Regions from separate parts of the Mus musculus genome. Here region 2 is linked to region 1. Evidence: chromatin contacts called from public promoter capture Hi-C data. All regions are on one chromosome and are shown on one strand. The core of a region is the stretch at or near the end of the contact, and the rest is flanking DNA. Distances in the headings are between cores, read along the strand shown.

Region 1 (6,970 bases), core at 2,166-4,665:
GCCAACTCCTTCCCACTAGTTGGGGTTAAGTAGGTAGGATTGCAAGGGCTAAGGGCTGCTTTTCTGGACTCTCAACTGGTAACTGCCTCTGTGTGTGTGTGTGTGTGTGTGTGTGTGTGTGTGTGTGTGTGTGTGTGTGTGTGTACATGTGCGTACACACAGCTGATATTTGACAATAACTAATGCAGAGCAAGGCTACTAGTGGCTAGTAAGTAAAGACCCAGGAGGATGCTGAACCATTAGACAGTACAGCCCTGCACTACAAATTTCCCAACTCAACAGCAGATTTTGAGGTTGAGAAACTGACCTATTGGAACCCCAGAGGACTCAGCTTCCCTCTAGAAGCTTGTAAGGAAGGAGCCACCTCAGTGTGACATCCTGAGGTCTGAGACTATTGAAATGGGCAGGATTCTTTGAGAGTAAAAAGGATAGAAATGCCAAGTTTCAATATAAATTCTTTGACTTGCAAATGTATGTAACTTTATTTCAATTTGAAGTGATGCTCTTAAGCGCTGGACCTAGAAATTAGCAGTTAGAGGAGGGTTTCTTGTACTGGAGCATCGGCTTGTTCTATCTGTTCTGTCTAAATAGCCAGTGGCTAACTAAGATCAGCCTGCCTGTGCGAGGCCAGGGCTGGAGGTGTAAGAAACTCTGAAGTGACTCCATTTTGCCTGTTTCTCTTAGAATACGGAAGGGTGGGGGTGAAGAGGCTTTTTCTAATAGGTTCACAGGAATCAGCCATCTACAGCTCAGCCCACTGTCAAGACAGCTGGCTTTTTTTTTTTTTTTAACTAAAGTGACTTAAAACCAATTTTTGGTTTTAACTGTGGCCATGTTATTGTAGAAGCTCTTATGAGAGATGGAGCACACCAGGAATTATATGACTTGTCTTTAAACTCAGCCTTTGACCCCTAGAATGGGTTGAAGAGCTCAAGCGTACAAGATCTGGCCCTCACCTGAAGATGGGGCTGTGTCCCCCAATCCGGGCCTTGGACCAAGCAAGGGGAGAAGGCACTGCTAGGTAATCCATGCCGGCCACCTCTTTCCGCAGAGCCCCCGGAGCAGCCACAGAGTCCTCTGTACCGGAGGGTAGCTTCCCATTGCACGAGGGAGGCTCTTCAGACCGAGGCAGGGCCACTGCTTGCTCGCTAGAAGTCCTCCGAGTTTTCTGAGGGATGCTCTCGGTTGGTGGAGCACCCACATAGTCAAAAGGGCCAGGGGAACTAGGGTCCCGGACCAGAGGCAACGGGGGTGGTGGAGGTGGCTCTGGACCTTCTTCCCCAAGGCTGCCTCGGCGGGACAAAGCTGGGGAGGCCGAAGATGGGGTTCCGGAACTGGAATAGCGCCGCTTGCCGCAGGGAGAAGCAGGCCGAGGGGAGGCTGGGACGGGCCCAGGAGCGCTGAGGAGTAGCCAGCTATCCTCTGGCGCTCGGCCTCCCGAGCTTGGACCGTATAGGCTCCAGGGATCCTCCGGGGTCCATGGCCTAGGAGAAGCCCGGGGCGAGGGCAGCGGAGAGCTCAAGCCAAAACGGGAGGCTGCTTCATTAAGTTCAGACTCCACCTCGTCGCACGCTGCATACAGGGCTGCCTCGTCGGAGGCGTCCGAGAAGAAGCTCCACGAAGACAGGCTGCTGCTGCCAGGGCTCGGGCTGAAGAAAGCGCCTCCGCCCTGACCTCCAGCCTCTCGATAGCCCCCAAAGCCTTCTGGTGGAGGGTAATCTCTAGGAGAGCCGTCCCCCCAAGTTTCAGATGTGTCCTCTAGCGAGGTCGGCGGGTCAGGCGTGGGAGAGATGGAGGTAATCCGGATGCTGGGACACTCAAGAACACGACCACCCCCAGCACCCCCTGCATTACCTCCTGGGCCCCCCAGCCTCACCGACCTAGCTGGCTGGCTCTCCCAGGTGCCAGGTGAAGGGGCGGGACGGGGCGGTGGTGAGTGCATCCCTGGCCGAGGGGGTGGGGGTCGGGGAATCCCAATAGGGGCAGCACCATAAGGAAGGGGTTCCCCCAGGGCCAAACGACAGCATGGAGGGGTATCCTCTGAGTCCAGCTCTGTCAAAATGGAAGGGAAGTAGAGGGAGAGAGAGAGAGAGAAGCTGGTGAAATGTCTACGTTTCTCGGATGGTCAGCCCCTGAAGCCTGATATGCTTAGCTAGGAGAGGTTCCCCTAGTCTCCGGACAAAAGCAAAGTTGAACATCACAAGACAGAAAAGAGATACAGGCATGCCAGGACCTCATACTCTAACACTCTGGTCCTGGGCAGGTGGGCTGGGGTGGTTTGGGGAATTCTAGAGCCAGGCCTGGAGGTGTGCTTGCCCAGGCTCTGGGCTGGGCTGGGGGCGACTCACACATGAACCCAATTAGCGACGGTTCCCAAACCCCCAAATGGTGCTGGCAGAAACCCCAGTTACCATCGCAACTGTGGCCTGGGGGTGGGAGGGATGGGGGCATGTCTGTGGTGACGAGGGGAGGTGACTCCTCCCTCGCCCCCCCCAAAGGGGGCGGGGGTGCAGTCGAAGGGTGATGCGTGCGGGGCCCAGCCAACGGGGGGGGGGGGGAGAGGGGGTAGCGGGCAGCGCGGATTCCGTGCAAGCGGCGGCCGCCGCCCCCGACTCGTTCCCCGCCATCTGCCTCTCATTGCGGCCAGACAGGGGGAGGGGGAGGGGTGTCCCTGCGCTGCCCGAGGGAGCCCCCAGCCCCAGGCGTCGCGTCTGCAGAACCAGGCCTAGGTCCTAAAGCCTTTAACTCCAGGGCCAAACCTCCCCTTCCCAAGCCGGCACCTCCGGCTCTTGGGGGCCAAGGTTCCCTTCCGCACCCCATCCCAGAGACAGTCGGCCTAGCCGGCAGGCGGCGCATAGCCAACAACACCCCCACTCCCACCCCAGTTAGGACCTAAAAAGGAAAAAAAAATGATGCCGTGGCCCCCAGCCTCACTTCCACAGCCTTGGTAGTCCCTCAGCTCCCTTCATCCTCTGACCCACCTCACCCTCTCACACACCCCAGGCTCCCAAACTGGAGATTTCCTGGCCCTTCGGTCACTGGCCAAAAGACCCCTACCCAGCCCCGCACTAACCTTCCCCAGGACCCCCAGGGCCCAGCGGGGGGGGCTCCTTTTCCTCTCCGAACACCAGCTTAAATTCCAGCTCCTCATCCTCGCAGCTTGCGGCCCCCATGGATCCGGCCGGAGCCCCCAGGTCCCGCCTGGGTGGGAGGGGGAAGCTCTGGACGCTGCTGTAGCTTCACGCGAGGGTAGCTCCCTCCCTCCCTTTCTCTGAGACGCCCCCTCTTCTGTCGCTGCCGCCTCCCTCCGGACGCCCCCTCGTTATTATAGAAACTTTTCCAAACTTTTTTCTCCCAAACTTCTTCAAAGCGGCCCCCCCCCAGCCTGTCTCTGATTGGTTACCCGGGATGCACCGGCCCCTCCTCCATGGATGAGATGGGAAAACCACGCGCCCCTAGTTCCCCCCCCCCCCGCCCCCGGTCATCTCTCCAGTCCCACCCCCTCCAAAGAGGGAGAAAAAACTGAATTGGAAAATGGTCCCTTCAAACGTTATAGAACCCTAATGGTACCTATTGGCCCACAGTTGTGACAATCATTTCCCACCGAAAGCCCAAACCTCAGCCTATTTAGTCCCAGCGTAGGGGGTGGGGAGGTCCGGGTCCCCTCGCCTTAAAGAGGCCATATTTTTGTCACCCGTCCCCCATTGTAGCAGGCCCACGGTACATTCTGAAGAGCAGGATAGCCAAAATCTCCCAAGAAAGGGCACCTCACTGTCCTTTCCATCCAAATCTTGAGTTGAAGAGAGATCTGGGATTGAGAGAGGCTCTGAGCTGCTCTGTAGAGGAGGCCATTCCTCCACCCTCGCTGAGACCACTCTACCTGGACCTCCAAGGAGCCTTTGCAGTTCTTAGCCACCACCTCCACAAGCCACCCCCCACCATTCCCTTAAGATGAAGAACTTCTAGCTGTCCCAGAAGCCTCTCAGAACTTTCGAACCCCAGGAAGCCTTTGAAGGCCCATAGCCCGCTGGGCGTAGATCCAGGCCAGGCTTTGCTGATACCCTTGTCCCAGCCACCTAGATAGGCCATTAATTAGCCTTGGAGGAGATAGTCGGCTCCTTCGTCCCAAAAGCTGCAGATCTCTGGGCTCGCTGATCCCAAGACGTTCTGCTCCCGGCCATCCTAAATTCCTGGCCGGGTTTAGAAAAGGCCAGAAGCTAAAAACTTAGGCCCACCGGCTGGACACCTGTCACCTGGGCAGGGAAGGAAGACCCGGTCAGGAGTTTCTAGGAAGGGCGAGCATAAAGAGGTCCCATTTGGAAGAGAAAGAATAGAACGGGAGATTCTTGATTCGGACTGGAGGCGCTGCAAGACAGGGGAGCAGTCACCATTCTCCTTGCATGCTTACCACATGCTCCAAACTTCCCTAATAAACCTGGCAAATCTCCAGTCTCTAAATCTCTCAGGCTCCGACCCGCGTCCCCCAACAGCAAACCCCAGTCCAGCACCTAAAGGGTTAAGCGCCGGCCCTCTGGTCAGACGTTTACAAACACTCGGGAGCCGGGCGGGGACCGCGCCCATTACTCTAATGAGAAACAGGCTCTGCGGGGCAGAGGGAAGGGGGGCTGGCCTGGCGGGCCTCAGCTCCTTGGCGGCGGAGGCGGCGCCCCTCCCTCCCCTCAGTCCTCCCTCGAGCCAGTCCTGGGGACCCCCCCAGCCCCCGGGGACCCCAGTGACGTGCGGCGCTGCCCCGGCTGCAAGCCCAGGGCCGCGAGGCGGGAGGGGCAGGGAGGAGAAGCTTGGCGGGCGGGAGAGAAGAATGTTCCGAGGCCGAGCCGGGAGAGGGCCTGGTTTGATTCCCCCCTCCCCGCCCCCCTCTCTCCCCTTGGGTTCTTCTCAGGTTACATTCCCGTCTTGCTTCACCTCCGAACTGGAGGAACTCACGGTTAGGGGGCGCGAGGAACACCTCGAGAACATCTACCACCCTGCACCTAAGAGAAGGGTGGGCAGAGGTGGGAATCCAAGGAGAACAGACCCGGAAACTCGGCCGGGGCCCTGCTCCCTCATACCCCCCGCTCAGCGGCACAAGCAGACGCGCACATTCTTTTCAAATGTCATATTTCCTTTGATCCTGGGCAGTGTTTCTCCATATGTCTGGCTCAGCCTCTGCCCAGCAAACCACCTCCCCACCCACCCCGCTTTGTTTTCCTGGAGAACCCTCCCCCTTCCCTCGTCTGGAAGACCAGGGCTGGCTGACTTCGACTTTCTTTCCCTTCTCCTCCCAGTGACTCAATTTCCCCACCGTGGTGTTGCAAAAGAAAGGAGGCAGAAGAGAGAACAGTTTGGCGCGAGTGAGGTATTAATGTCAATGATTTCTCAGAAAGACAAACTATTTTGGAGTAGGGCATCTTCTATTGCAAACTCTCCAGTCTGCCGAAGCTTAGACAGAGGGACAGAACATATGACCTCTGATTTGTCCACATTGGCCTTGAGGTCGAGGACTGGTAGTTAAGTTTAGGTTGTCCTACACTACTGCCCCCTGGCGACCACAAAGCACAGTTGCCCTTCCTTCCTCTTGGCGGTTTCTCCTGCCACCTTGTGGGTTTTATACCTCCTCTGCCCCCTAGCGTACCCACCTGAACAGAGTTCACTTGTAATTAGACTTTGCTTTTTGCTTTGTTCTGTTCGTTCAGTTTGGTTGCTCTAAAGCAGCTGTTCTCAACCTGCGGATCCCCGAAACCATCAGAAATACCAGATACTTATATTATGATTCATAACAGTGGCAAACTTACAGTTAGGAAGTAGCAACGAAAATAATTTTATGACTGAGGGTCAGCATAACATGAAGAATTAAAGGATCGCAGCATTAGGAGGGCTGAGAACTACTGCTCTAGAGACGGTCTCAAGTAGTCCAGATTGTCTTGGAACTCCTCTTTATCCTTGTCTTTCCCCCTCCCACGTGCTGGAATTTTAAACTAATCATGCCTTTCCCTGTTTGTGTTCTGTATTCTAAAAGGTATTATTCTATAGATTTGAAAGTGGACCTTACATTGCATACACTAGAAAGATTTTGCTGATAGGACCCTGATATAGCTGTCTCTAGTGAGACTACGCCGGGGCCTAGGAAACACATAAGTGGATGCTCACAGTCAGCTATTGGATGGGTCACACGGCCCCCAATAGAGGAGCTAGAAAAAATACCCAAGGAGCTAAAGGGATCTGCAACCCTATAGGTGGAACAACAATATGAACTAACCAGTACCCCGGAGCTCTTGTCTCTAGCTGCATATGTATCAAAAAATGGCCTAGTCGGCCATCAGTGGAAAGAGAGGCCCATTGGTCATGCAAACTTTATATGCCCCAGTACAGGGGAATGCCAGGGCCAAAAAGTGGGAGTGAGGGGGGTAGGGGAGTGGGGGGGGTATGGGGGACTTTTGGGATAGCATTGGAAATGTAAATGAGGAAAATACCTAAAAAAAAAAGTGGACCTTAGTTTTTTTTTAATTATACAAAATGCATTCTCTTTGTAAATGATCCAAGTCAGACAAAATATGTAGTTATTTCTGATAGTCCAGTTTTGTATCTATTTAGTATATGCTTGAAAACAAACACGATCTTTTATGTGCACGAGATCATGGTAAACATACTTTTTTTTAAGATTTATTTATTTATTATTTATATGTAAGTACACTGTAGCTGTCTTCAGACACTTCAGAAGAGGGAGTCAGATCTCATTATGGATGGTTGTGAGCCACCATGTGGTTGCTGGGATTTGAACTCGGGACCTTTGGAAGAGCAGTCGGGTGCTCTTACCCACTGAGCCATCTCACCAGCCCAACATACTTTTTCTTGACTTGCCTTTATGTCCTCAATTAATAAACGGCAGCTGGATCTCGTGTCAGGCTTGTAATCTCAGTTCTCAGGAGACTGAGACAAGGGGATGTACCAGTTAGAGGCCAGTCCTGGCTAC
Region 2 (6,810 bases), core at 3,849-6,348, 210 kb after region 1:
GGGTGTCGTAGGGGAAAGTAAAAAGACAGCTTGGAGAAGAACCTACTCACCTCTGTACTGGGTGGGGCAGGCAGCCGCAGCTCCTGAGGTGGGGTCACCTCTGCAACAATACCCATAAGCCCTCTCACTTTTTTTCTTTTAAAGACAAGGTTTGGCCCTATAGCCTAAGCTGGCTTCAAGTTTATGGCTATCCTGCCTCAGCCCCAGCTTCTGCAAGTGATTGGGCTACAGACACAAGCTCCACAGTAGACTAGTCCTCACTCTTACAGCTACCAGCACAAGAAGCCACCCAGGGTCTCCCTCAGAAGGTGGTGGGTACAGGCTTTTGTCTCTGCTACTGTGCAAGTGTTCTTAAAGGACCCAGTGATGGACACTTACCAGTGAGTAGGGCCCCAGGCTCCCAGCCTGTCATCTTCTGTACCTCAGGAGGGAAGACCTGGCCTGGTAGTGCTTCTTGTATCCCTTCCACCCTGAGGGGAAATAGGCAGATAAGGAAACCCTTCCCAGCAGTGACCCCTTGCCTGGTTCAGGGATTCCTGCTCTTACTGCGCAGGAGCTGGAGGTGAGAGTGCCGAGACCAAACCAGCACCTTCTAGGGCCCGGGGTTCTTCCCTGGATTCTGCAGAAAGAAGATCAGAACGGTTAGGAGAGAGGAGGACAGGACACTGTCCATTCCCAGGTTGGCTGTACAGGGATCTGACCATCCAGTGGTAGTGAAGCTCTCCGCTGTCGGAGAAGCCTGCCTCTCTGACGTTCCTCTAGCAAGATGGCGTCATCTTTCTCTGCGATCAGCAGTTCTAAGTCTCCTCGACTGATCTCTGGGAGATCCTGCTCTCCCTACGGAGAGGGGGAGAGTAGATTTTTGGAGTCTGAGCCTAAGGAAGGCCCCTGGGTCTATGGGGACAGAATGGGGACATGGGAAGGTGGCAGAAGCACAGGGATGCAGTGAGACTGGATGGGGGAACTCACTTCAATCTGCAGCATGCGGATGGGCTCTGCCTCCTGTAAGGTGATGACCTCAGGGGACTGCACGGTGGCCAAGGTCCTGTCTGGAAGGGTAGGAAAGTCATACCGGGTCTACTGCTTCTAAGTTGTTGGGGCAAAAACATGGACTTTGGAGCCTAAGAGCCAGGCAAGTTACTAGCAAATATCCCAAATGCTTTTCTTTTTTGTTTGTTTTTGAGACAGGGTCTTGCTATATAACCCTGGCTATCTTGGAACTCATTCTGTAGACCAGGCTGGCCTCAAACTCAGATAAGCCTGCCTCTGACTCCCCAGTGCTGGGACTAAATATACCATCACCACGCCTGGCTCTGCCTCCACTTTCTGAGTCCTGGGATTACTGATGTCCACTTGAGACTTTGTTTTGTTTTGTTTTTCGAGACAGGGTTTCTCTGTGTAGCTCTGGCTGTCTTGGAAATCACTCTGTAGACCAGGCTGACTTTGAACTCAGAGATCCACCTGCCTCTGCCTCCCAAGTGCTGGGATGAAAGGTGTACACCATCACTGCCCAGCTAAGATTTATTTATTATTATATCTTAAGTACATTGTAACTGACTTCAGAGGCACCAGAAGGGGGCATTAGATCTCATTATGGGTGGTTGTGAGCCACCATGTAGTTGCTGGGATTTGAACTCAGGACCTTTGGAAGAGCAGTCAGTGCTCTTAACCACTGAGCCATCTCTCCAGCGCCCCCCCTCCCCCTTTTTAAAGTAAATGTTTAAATGATCTCCTTAACCGGTCTTAGCTGGCTTTGAACTCAGTACTTAAGCCAGGCATGTGTTGTACTTGGAGTTTTCCCATCTCAGCTCCTCTAGGAGATGGGGTTACAGGTGTGGATCACTGGGGCCAACTGGGCCTGGCTTTTTTTTTTTTTTTTTAAAGTGGTATTTTTCAGCCCTTGGGGATTCTGCACCCTTTTACAGCAAGATTCTCTCTGCTAACCAGGCTTCCTGGGGTCTGGAGTGGCTTCAGGAAGGGTCTCCTTACGAGTTTTTTCCGGGGTTGCAGCCTCTAAAAGGTGTCGAATCTTTGGGAAGAAATTGGGAAGAAAAGATAGGTCTCATCTTTAGTCCTCTGTATCCTCTCTTCACACACTAGGTGCACACTGGACACCTATCTGGCAGTATCTCTATTTTTTATCTTGGAATTTTAGCTTTCTTCTTCTATTTATTTGTTTTTGAGACAGGTCTTATTGTGTAGCCCAGGTTGGCCTAAAAATTGTTTTAAAATACTTTATGTATGTTTGTATGCACCCTTGGAGGTCAGAAGAGGGCAATAGATGTTGGATCCCCAGAGCTGGAGTTATAGGTGGCTGAAGGCTGGTGGTGAAGTCCTGTCCTATGCAAGAGCAGGACACACAACCACTGAGCCATAGTTCCAGTCCTTTCCTGCTTGACAGCTCTCCTCCCTGAGACTTTTTAAAAAAGATTTATCTATTGATTTTATATATACACGAGTGTTCTATCTGCATGTAAGTCACCATGTGATTGCTGGGAATTGAACTCAGGACCTCTGGAAGAGCCACCAGTATTCTTAACCACTGAGCCATCTCTCCAGCCCTCCTTGAGACTCTTGAATTCTTATTTTAGCTTACATTACCACATCCAGTGTGAGTGTGTATGTGTGTAGTATGTCTGTATGTGTGAGTGTGTTTGGGGAATCAAATCTAGGGCCTTGTACATGGTAAGCAAATACTCTACCAGTAGACTACCCCTCCAGCCCTAACAGATGTTTGTGCCATTTGACAACAGTATGTCAGAGGCCACCACCACCTAGTGTCCCTCCTGTCCCGGCCCTAAGCTCACCCCCCAAATTAGCCTGGTCAATTTGTGTTGTCATGGGTAGCTGGTGGTGGAGACAAATTTGTGTACAATTCTAATAGATCTATGAAAAAGCAGCCTTAGCAAAGCATTCAGATTCCAGGCATCATTTACTTTTGGCTTCAAGTGGGATGATTTCATGGAAAGGGTGGCATCTGAGCTAAGTCTGGAAGGACAAGTAGAACCTGACTAGCAGAGAATGACTGGCCACTCTTACACTGTTGGGATGCTCACTGTCACAAGTAATTGTGGCACCTATGGGACATGTGCAATGGGCTGGGGTTTGGGAACTAAGGTGTCTAGAGAAGAGGACAGAGTAGGGATGAGAACCCCTAAATCCAGGTACCGAGGGATCCCTGGATGCTGTTACTGTCTGCATTCAGGACCCGCTGCTTAGATGGGAAATGGTGGCTGGAGTAATGTAATCTAAGTTGTGGGAGATGGAAGAAGACAGGGAAGAAAAGCCAACATAACCAGGTGAAGCCTGAGAGTAGGGTCTCGGTGGTGGGAACGGTGGGAGGTGGCAGGGAGAACACCTCTGGCGAGGACACCATCCTATCAGGTTGGCCCTTTCGTAAGCAGGATCTGGGGCTCTGCTTGCTTGCACCCAGCAACCCCCTTGTTCCATGGCAATGTCCCATTCCTAAATCTCAGCTCCAGAGTGACAGGAACACCAACTAACTCCTCCTCCTACGCTGTTATCTCGTGATTTCTGAGGGGTCCTAAGGGAGTGAACCCTACCTGAGGAATATCAAAAGGACTGGGAAGTCTAGGATCCACAGACATCTTCCCAAAAAAGGGTTCTGGGGCATCTTCCAGCGTCTCCATCATGGCCAGGCAGTTGGGAAGAAGCAAGCTAGGTCTGGGCGAGAACAGGGATGTAAAGGAGAGAGACTGAGGGTGAGTGGGATGGCTCGGCTGGTAAAGGTGATGCCACCAAACCCCACAGTCCCTAATTTCATCCCTGAATTTGAACTAGCATAAGGAAGAGAGCCCACTTTATTGGCTGTTCTCTGACCTCCACATGCATACAGTGCCCTCTCTCCCTACCCCCTTCCCGATCCTCTACCCCTACTCTCTCTCTCTCTCTCTCTCTCTCCTCTCTCTCTCTCTCTCTCTCTCTCTCTCTCTCTCTCTCTCTCTCTCACACACACACACACACACACACACACACACACACACACACACACACAATGCACGAGGCCAAGCAGCTTGGTATGGATGGTTTCAGTCCCAGGGCCTCACAGGTCAGCCTCCTCCATATCAATGCGAATCCGCAGCTGGGCACGATGTAGGTGCTCCAGGATATGCTGGATGTCTTCTGTGGGTGAAAACGGTAAAATAAACAACCTAGTCATGGCTCCTTCAGCTCTAGCCCACCTCTGGAGTCTCTAGCCTTACCCACAAGGTACTGGCACTGTTGAAAGTAGACCCTTATCACACCAATCTGAAGCTGGGCGGAGAGATAGAGGGAGAAGCGGGGGCGGGGCAGCCCGGCCACCGGAGGTTGCACTCTTACCAGCACATAATTGAGGATTTCCTCGCTGGGAGAACAAGAAGCCCTGATCAATGCAACACCCAAAAACCAGAAGCCCCACACCAGCGATTCCTCCCTCTTTTCTGGATCTTACCAGGTCTTTACCACATTCACATTTAGGTATTCACGCTTCACCAAACGGCTGCCTCGGGTTGCTGCCAGCCTGGAGGGGTGGGGGCAGGAACGGCTTGTCAAGGGGAGATCCCACTACCTGGCTCCTGGCATAGCCATCAGCCCTGTGCTCACCAGATGGTGGCGAAGCAGCCTGTGTGGCGCTGAAGCACGTTAGGATAGTAGAACATCTTTGCTCCTGGGTTCACCTTCCCTGCACCAATCCCGTTTGGATCTCAATCCGAATTCTTGAGAATACGAGATTTCCAGCACCATTGAAGAGTAGGAATTTGGACGGGGGTGTGGTAGATATGGATGCAAAAAGCCCAATTAGTAAAACGACTGACTATACAACTGAATTAGGAGGTAACCAAAGACACAGGAGCTAAGCATCCCTCCTTTGGCCATTCCTAAAAAGGTCTGCACAACGCGCACCATACCATCAGGATTCTGTCCAGGCAGAGATGCGGAGCTCCAAGAAAAACCCGGGCAGAGACACAGAACAGATCTTCAAAGAAGACTGAGTCCTCTTCTGGTCAAGAGGCCTTCTTCGACTCTGCTGCCCGCCACCACCACCACCACCACCACCACCACCGCCGCCGCCGCCGTAGTCGTCGTCGTTGAGCTTCTGGACCTTGCTCTAGGTCCTGTCGCCCTCCAGCGGGATCAGGTGCACACTCTCCAAGGCTTTGTACCACCGACAGCCAATGAGAAGCCGCGCCAGAAGAAACTCAAAGACTCCTGGAGCCAGGCAGCAGAACTCAGTTCCAGGCCATAGGCTCTTGGAGAATAGTCGCCAGCCAATCACGAGAATTCTGAGCGCTACCAAGGCATTGTGAGGTGTTCTGGCCAATGGCCTCTCGTTCTCGGGTAGTAACAAGGACTTCGCCAAGGTGCAAAGCTGACCAATAAACGGAGAGAAAATCCAGTCTCTCTCCCTGGCGACAGCTGACAAAGTATCTTTTAGGAGCCGGGGTCATGTGAAGGGCAGATGCCTTGGTGCTGTTTATGATACAGAGATGTAAGAGAAGGTACCTTGCCTGAGCATAGGACCTGTCCTTACTCCTAAATTTCACCAACCCGATTTTGTGCCCAGTAAGGGTCTGTGCTGTGCTAAGTGCAAGAAACTGTGTGAGGTGGCCTTTTATTCAACAAGAAAGAAAACAGCCAAGGGAGCTGTAACTACAAACTCCTATAATCTCAGCTGCTACTTGGAAGGGAGGCAGGTTCAAAGCCAGCCTAGACAATTTGAACACTAGCTCTAAGCAAAAAACAAAACAGGCCAAGAGTGGTGTGCACACCTCTTGAAGGGACTGAGGTAGCAGAATAAACTCTACTATAAGCTGCTGTACTTGGAAAAAGCTACTGCCTGCTGTCCTTGAAGCGATATGCCCCCCAGCATTGAGAGGCCAACATTCCTTTACCCTTTCATGTAATGCCAGGGCTAAGAAACCCCTGCTTGCAGGTTTTTTTCCTTTATAAACCCCTTCACCTAGAGCTGGGGTCACTCTCCTTCCTGTTCCATCAGGAAGGTTTGTAGCCCAAGCTCGAGCTTGAATAAAGACTCTCACAAGTATTTGCATCAGAATTGGGGGCCCTGGTGGTCTCTTGGGGAAGCAGGGGTCTCATGAGCTGGGCATAATACTTTTATCTCAGCAACAGGAGGATCTCTTAAGAGTTTGAGACTGGCCTGGTCTACAGACCAGTTAGGGAGAGATAATGAAATCCTGTCTCAAAAAAAAAAAAAAAAAAAAAGTAAAAAGTAAAAAGTAAAAACTGGGCTGGAGATGTGGAAATGTAGCTCAGTCGTAGAAAGCCTGACTGGCATATATGTGTATATACATATATACACATATGCATATTCACATATATACATATGTACACACATACACACACAAGGCCCTGAGCTCAGCTCAGTACTGCAAGAAAGGGAAACGACAACAACAAAAACCAGCCTTTGATCCAAGCACTCTGAAGCCAGAGTCCCACGAATCCTGTGAGTCTGAGGCCATGATGGTCTACACAGTGAGTTTCAGGCTAGCCAGAACTGTATAGTGAGACCCTGTTTCAAAACCAAGCAAACAAAGCCAAGAACAAAACAAAAAAATAAAGGTGTGTGCAGCCCTGTAACCTCAGTACTTGGGAGGAAGGACAGGAGTTGAAGGACAGCCTTCTTCTCTTCAGAGTTGCACAGCAGCCTGGGCTATCCTGAGGACTAGCTCAAAAACCTAAGAATTCAAAGAAAGCACATATTCTTTTTCTCTTAATCTTTCCTTTCTTTCATTCTTTTTTTTTTTTTTTTTTTGCTTGTTTTTTTTTATTTGTTTTTGTTTTTTTGAG

Evidence for each region. Capture Hi-C pulls out chosen DNA fragments and counts their contacts.
Region 2: a promoter capture Hi-C map of adipose tissue shows a contact between it and region 1. The contact joins the promoter of Rec8 here to the promoter of Nfatc4 in region 1. A contact is called at or near these places in 4 of 39 promoter capture datasets (cranial neural crest, embryonic stem cells, liver and 1 more), 3 of 115 datasets of contacts at active chromatin or transcription factors (embryonic stem cells and pancreatic cancer cells) and 3 of 9 other capture datasets (adipose tissue, liver and pancreatic islet).

The regions. Positions count from the first base shown.
Region 1 is chr14:55,821,240-55,828,209 of GRCm38.p6, reverse strand. Nfatc4 (nuclear factor of activated T cells, cytoplasmic, calcineurin dependent 4) reads right to left here and starts at 3,415. Exons shown (of 10, transcript NM_023699.3): 1 at 3,074-3,415; 2 at 957-2,052. The coding sequence starts at 3,173. Gm41159 (a long non-coding RNA gene) reads left to right here and starts at 4,621. Exons shown (of 3, transcript XR_874646.3): 1 at 4,621-5,012; 2 at 5,286-5,356.
Region 2 is chr14:55,616,454-55,623,263 of GRCm38.p6, reverse strand. It overlaps Rec8 (REC8 meiotic recombination protein), which reads right to left and starts at 5,098. Exons shown (of 20, transcript NM_020002.3): 1 at 4,911-5,098; 2 at 4,606-4,718; 3 at 4,454-4,522; 4 at 4,224-4,366; 5 at 4,068-4,143; 6 at 3,564-3,684; 7 at 1,945-2,029; 8 at 970-1,049; 9 at 702-837; 10 at 547-619; 11 at 379-470; 12 at 51-100. The coding sequence starts at 4,661.